Regions from separate parts of the Bos taurus genome. Here region 2 is linked to region 1. Evidence: chromatin contacts called from public Hi-C data. All regions are on one chromosome and are shown on one strand. The core of a region is the stretch at or near the end of the contact, and the rest is flanking DNA. Distances in the headings are between cores, read along the strand shown.

Region 1 (3,235 bases), core at 546-3,045:
AGCTCTGAGCCCTGGGCCCAGGGCTGCTCGGGTGCAGCTGTGAGGCCTGAGCCATGGTTAGACCCCTGGCTGAGACCTGCTCATCTCCGCTGAGCCTGGTCCTCACCCACCACCATCACCGAGGTTTTATTTCTGAGTCTCTGGCAGGTCTTACGTGCATACCTGCTAAGTCACTTCAGTTATGTCTGACTCTTTGCAACCCCATGGACTGTTGCCTGCCAGGCTCCTCTGTCTGTGGGATTTTCCAGGCAAGAATGCTGGAGTGGGTTGCCATGCCCTCCTCCAGGGGATCTTTCCGATCCAGGGATCAAACCCTCATCCCTTATGTCTCCTGCGTTGGCAGGCGAGTTCTTTACCACTAATGCCACCTGGGAAGCCCCTGGCAGGTCTAACATCTCATAATTTACTTCTTAGAAAAGCTCTATGAGGACAGGGATTTCTGTTTTATCTGCTGCCATATCTCAGATACCTAGAGCAGGCCTCCACACAGCGGGAGCTCAGCATGTTCTTTATTTTTTTAATTTAAAATTTTTTTAAAAAATTTATTTTAAAACAATGTATTTATTTGGCTGCGCCGGGTCTCAGTTGCAGCACACAGGATTTTTAGTCGTGACATGTGGGATCTTTAGTTGCGGCAGGTGGGATCTAGTTCTCTGAGCAGGGATGGAGCCCAGGCTCCCTGCATTAGGAGGGTGGAGTCTTAGCCAGTGGACCACCAGGGAAATTCCTTTTTATTTTAAAAATTCTATTTTATTTATTTACAGACGATTTTGTTTATTTATTTATTTATGGCCATTCCGTGCTGTTTGTGGAATCGTAGTTCCCTGCCCAGGGATTGAAGCCACACCCCCTGCGTTGGCAGCGTGGAGTCTTAACCACTGGACCACCAGGGAAGTTCCTCAACATGTTTTTTAAATGAATGAAGTGGAAAGACTATCAGCTCCCTGGGCCTCGTGTGCCCCTTGTCTCTCTGTCTGGAGAGGAGAGCGCCGGTCAGATTGGGCTTCCCCTTGTGGGCCTTGGCAAAGGGTTTGAATTTAATTCTTAAAACACTAGGATACTGTGAAGGATTTTTTTTTTTTTGAGCAGAATGATGTTCTGGCTGATTTACAGGTTAAGAAGATCCTCCTCACTCTTGCATGGCGCAGGGCGGTGATGGGACGAGAGAGAAACAGGGGAGCAGTTAGCTGTGACTGGAGCCATTTTCCATTGGAAACCGGTGGAGGCCAGATAGCTCTCGCCAGTTGAGCTGCTGAGTCTCAGACCTGGTCCATTCTTAATCCCAGTGTCTCCCTCTGCCTACAAGATTAAGCCCCCGCACTTTCTAGAGTGGGAAGCCTTCTGCGGTGGGGGCTTCGCCCGCAGCGTCGCCCTCATCACTTACCACTCTGCCTGGCCGTCTGAGGCAGGCCATGCTATTTCTCAGGGCTGCTCCTCACGCCTGGAGTATCTGGCACTCCTGTTTATCCTTTTAAATTCCACCACACCAACCCCCGCCCCCCCGCTATGAAGCCTATACCAAAGCCCTTTCCCCGAATCACCGAGCATGCTTTCCTGCCCAGCAGTCAAGTGTCGGCCCCTCTGAATGGTGAGCAGGACCCATGCTACGGCTTGTTCATCTTTACCACCCAGCTCAGGGCCTGCCACATAGGAAGTGCTCAGAAAGCATTTGAAGGGAATCCTTGAAGTGATTCAGAACAAGGTTCACCACTTTGGCTATGTGTTCAAGAGCCGAAGGGTTTGGACATTTTTACCGTTGATAATAGACTTTTCAAGGTTGACAGAATCCAAGATGTTTGCCAGTGATGCAGCGCCACCTGTTGTTCTCATGGAGGTATAACAGTTTCTTTGATGCGCTCTCCAATAGAAATACGAATCTTAAGAGTGAAATGGGGATTTGGAGATGGCCAGCCTTAACCCTCGGAGGAGGCAATGGCACCCCACTCCAGTACTCTTGCCTGGAAAATCCCATGGACGGAGGAGCCTGGAAAGCTGCAGTCCATGGGGTTGCTGAGGGTTGGACATGACTGAGCGACTTCACTTTCACTTTTCACTTTCATACATTGGAGAAGGAAATGGCAACCAATTCCAATGTTCTTGCCTGCAGAATCCCAGGGACGGGGGAGCCTGGTGGGCTGCCGTCTATGGGGTCTCACAGAGTCAGAGACGACTGAAGTGACTTAGCAGCAGCAGCAGCAGCAGCCTCAACCCTGGGCTTCCCTGGTGGTTCAGATAGGAAAGAATCTGCCTGCAGTGCAGGAGACCTGGCTTCTGTCCCTGGGTCAGGAAGATCCCCTATCCCCTGGAGAAGGGAATGGCAATCCACTCCAGTATTCTTGCCTGGAAAATTCCATGGACAAAGGAGCCTGGGGGACTACAGTCCATAGGATCAGAAAGAGTTGGACATGACTGAGCAACTAACACACACACACAGCCTCAACCCTGGGGCTTTCAGGTGGCTCTAGTGGTAAAGAACCCACCTGCCAGTGCAGGAGACGCAAGAGACGCTGGTTTGTTCCCTGGGCGAGGAAGATCCCCTGGAGGATGGCATGACAACCCATTCCAGTATTCTTACCTGGAGAATCCCATGGATGGAGGAACTTGGAGGGCTATTTATTGTCTAGAGTAGCATTCCATCTCTTGATGTAAAAATGATACAGCAGTTTCTCCTATTCTTCAACTCCTTCTTAATGGAGTCTTTAGAGCTGGAATTGACCTCGCAAGTGGTATCATATAGCCATAGCCAAATGTAAATTTGTTGATGTCAAAGCCGAAGCTGAAAAGAATTCCCTGGGACTTTCCTAGTCCACTGGCTAAGACCGTGTGCTTTCAAAGCAGCAGCCCAGGTTTGATCCCTGGTCAGGAAAGTAGATCCCACATGCTGTCACTAAGAGTTCACATACCTCAACTAAAGATCCTGCATGCCACAATTAATACCCGAAGCAGCCAAATAAATAAATAAATATTAATAAAAAAACTCCTTTCCTACATTCCACTAACATTAACAGAGAAGGAAGAGGGATTGTAAGAGAGGAAAGTGAATGGAAGTAAAAGAGAAAGGGCATAAATTCTGATTGTAAATGACTTGTCCCTTGCCTTAGGTAGCCTAAAAGGCCTGAGGAGGTCAGTGAGCGTCTCCCTTGTACAATCACCCTACAATATGAAGAGCCAAGTGTGCTAGGTTCTTAGAATATATCTCTGACAATAAAACACTCCATTGCTTTTCCTATGATAC
Region 2 (2,923 bases), core at 389-2,888, 93 kb before region 1:
CTATATCTGTTGCGTCATACCGGCTTGCTGAACTACCACAGAATCACAGCGAGGTCATTAGCTCCAAACCCTTGAAGGAAAGAACGAATTTCTTACTTTTATATCTGTAGAGTCTTTGCCTTTAAATTTCATTCCAGTAACTATACGAGGAAAAGGACACGCTAAATGAGATCAGCAAAAGGGGTGTGGAACATGCAGATGAGCGCAGTGACTGCCTTAATGCTTACACTAGGCATTTATTTCCTATGATTTGGCAATATTGAGATCTACAAAGTATTCCTTCTTTGTAATTATAGTTTTAAGGCTTAATTCCAGAAATGAGGGTAGAGGTTTGTAAAATGCACAAGAAAAGTGACCCTCTCTTTAGAGTGATTAGAATATGTGGGTGACATGGTAGAGGCCGATAACAACCCATACTTACCTGGCAGGGGAGATACCATGATCACGAAGGTGGTTTTCCCAGGGCGAGGCTTATCCATTGCACTCCGGATGTGCTGACCCCTGCGATTTCCCCAAATGTGGGAAACTCGACTGCATAATTTGTGGTAGTGGGAGACTGCGTTCGCGCTTTCCCCTGGTGTGGCTTGTTTAAGAAAAGGCTGTAGATTGACGTTTTCTTTTGTTTGTTGCTAGTGGTGGCTGTTGTGAGTTGACGCTGTAAATCCCAGTTTTAAACTATGGGAATTAGTTCGGCTTCTTTAAGGGGCTGTGATTATCTTTTTCTTCTGTTATGGTTTTTTTGGTTTCGGTTTTCCTTTCTCTGAGCCGGAGGATCGTTTTATGACCTTTTCTTTCTTCACCAGTAGGTATAGAGGGAACCTCTTGAAAGCAACCTGTCCTTGCTTTGTAGTCCGTTTCTCCATTTTCAGGTGGCTTCCCTGGTGGCTCAGACAGTAAAGTGTCTGCCTGTAATGCTGGAGACCCAGGTTCGATCCTTAGGTCAGGAAGATTCCCTGGAGAAGGAAATGGCAACCCACTCCAGTACTCTTGCCTGGAAAATTCCATGGGCAGAGGAGCCTTGTAAGCTACAGTCCACGGGGTCGCAAAGAATCGGACACGACTGAGCCACTTCACTTCACCTCTCCATTTTCAAAGCCACCAGTTTAGTGTCTTCGGTCAGTTGATAATGTAACTCCTCTCCATAAGAGCCTTTGATTACATTAGGCGCACCTGGATAATTCGGACTATTCCCGCCCCACCCAGTCTCAAAGCTAATCGCATCCCTACAGTCTGTTCTGTCACAAAGGTGGGTCACATTCCCGGCCCCGGGGATTAGGCCCAGAGCGCCTCCGTGGCTGTCAGTCAGCCTATCACGAGGCCCGGGTACAGTCGGCGCTACAGAGTGACGTAACTAAGGTGCGCGAAGTATGTAAATGAGCTCGGCTTCGGCTGGCCATGTTCAGAATGTACTATGAAGCGTTTTTATTATTTTGCAAATATTGCGGTACTCGCAATGTGCTTGTCGGGCCTTATAGTTGGGAGAAGCCGTTATTTCGTAAGTGAGGGTGTAGAGTTTTCGGTGAAGAGAGTGACCGTAAGTGCGAAGTGTTTGGAACGTGAGGCTGAGGCGGCAGGCAGGGCGAGCAACTCATACTTACCTGGCAGGGGAGATACCATGATCACGAAGGTGGTTTTCCCAGGGCGAGGCTTATCCATTGCACTCCGGATGTGCTGACCCCTGCGATTTCCCCAAATGTGGGAAACTCGACTGCATAATTTGTGGTAGTGGGGGACTGCGTTCGCGCTTTCCCCTGTCTCTTTTGTGGTTAAAAGGAGGTTGAGTAGTTTTTATTAGGGAAGAATATAATGGTGGAGTTTCTTTCTAGACGTGGGGTTTTCGAAACTGCTGATCCGGTTTTCCAGTTTTGTTTTTTTTTTTTTGCTTGTTTGTTTTTTTATTGTAAGTCGTGTGTTTTTTTGGTAGTATCGTGTATGAGAGGTGGTGGCTTTAGTTTTGTTTATTGAGATTTGGTGAGTTTTAATTTTCAGGGTTTATTGGAGGTCTATGTGACCGGCGAACTTTTAGTTTACTGTTTGAGAAATGAGGTTTTAGCCGAATTTTTCTTGTAACGGGTTCGGAGATTAAGGGGAGTCTCAAAGGCAGTATTGAGGTGTACGGGTGAATAGTGCAGATCTAGGTACTCAGAAGGAGGCGATGGCACCCCACTCCAGTACTCTGGCCGGGAAAATCCCATGGACGGAGGAGCCTGGTAGGCTGCAGTCTATGGGGTCGCGAAAAGTCGGACACGACTGAGCGACTTCCTTTCACTTCTCACTGTCATGCATTGGAGAAGGAAATGGCAACCCACTCCAGTGTTGTTGCCTGGAGAATCCCAGGGACGGGGGAGCCTGGTGGGCTGTCGTCTATGGGGTCACACAGTTGGACACGACTGGGGTGACTTAGCAGCAGCAGGTATATTTTATGTTTTATGGCTTGAACTTTGGTTTTTGCCCTTATTTTCAGAATATCGTGCTTAGTCCCCCAGTCTGTCTGACTTTTTGTGACCCTGTCAGGCTTTTTTGTCCATGGGATTTTCCAGCTGAGAATACAGGAGTGCGTTGCCATTTTTTTCCCCCAGAGGATCTTGCCCACCCAGGAATCGAAAAAGGGTCTCCTGCATTGCAGGCGGATTCTTTACCAGCTGAGCTTTCAAGTGACAGTGAAGTGAACGTTAATCTTGCTTCTTTTCTGATTTTTACCTCTGGTAGAAAAAGAGGACTAATGTTTATTTCTGACTGCTCTGTTGTTCTCTTAGGTCAGTTTGAAATCTGGATTTTTGAGGCTGTTGAAATATTCTCATAAGTAGCCATTTTTCTCTGCAGCACAGTCAAAATTTGGGACTTTTATACTGTTTTAGGAGGCTATTCTGTTAATCCTTTCTACTTCGGAAAGTTAAATTGAGCAGATTCGTTTCTTCTTTAT

Evidence for each region. A called contact is a pair of places that touch in the nucleus more often than the background predicts.
Region 2: a Hi-C map of skeletal muscle shows a contact between it and region 1, with 4 times the contacts expected there. The contact joins the promoter of RAD51C here to the enhancer-like site in region 1. A contact is called at or near these places in 3 of 11 Hi-C or Micro-C datasets (liver and skeletal muscle).

What each region holds. Positions count from the first base shown.
Region 1 is chr19:9,555,776-9,559,010 of ARS-UCD2.0, reverse strand. All of the region lies in intron 9 of TEX14 (testis expressed 14, intercellular bridge forming factor), which reads left to right. Among named protein-coding and RNA genes, the nearest start is that of TEX14, 65 kb to the left of the region's middle. Within about 2 kb of position 1,795, at least 13 of the 102 cell types and tissues checked have an H3K27ac peak or open chromatin away from gene starts, as enhancers often do. A contact at or near this core is called in skeletal muscle, where this site is marked.
Region 2 is chr19:9,649,357-9,652,279 of ARS-UCD2.0, reverse strand. It overlaps RAD51C (RAD51 paralog C), which reads right to left and starts at 1,638. Exons shown (of 8, transcript XM_059878398.1): 1 at 1-1,638. LOC112442807 (U1 spliceosomal RNA) reads left to right here and starts at 1,591; the gene lies at 1,591-1,754. LOC112442818 (U1 spliceosomal RNA) reads left to right here and starts at 414; the gene lies at 414-577. It also overlaps a transcript of TEX14 not described here.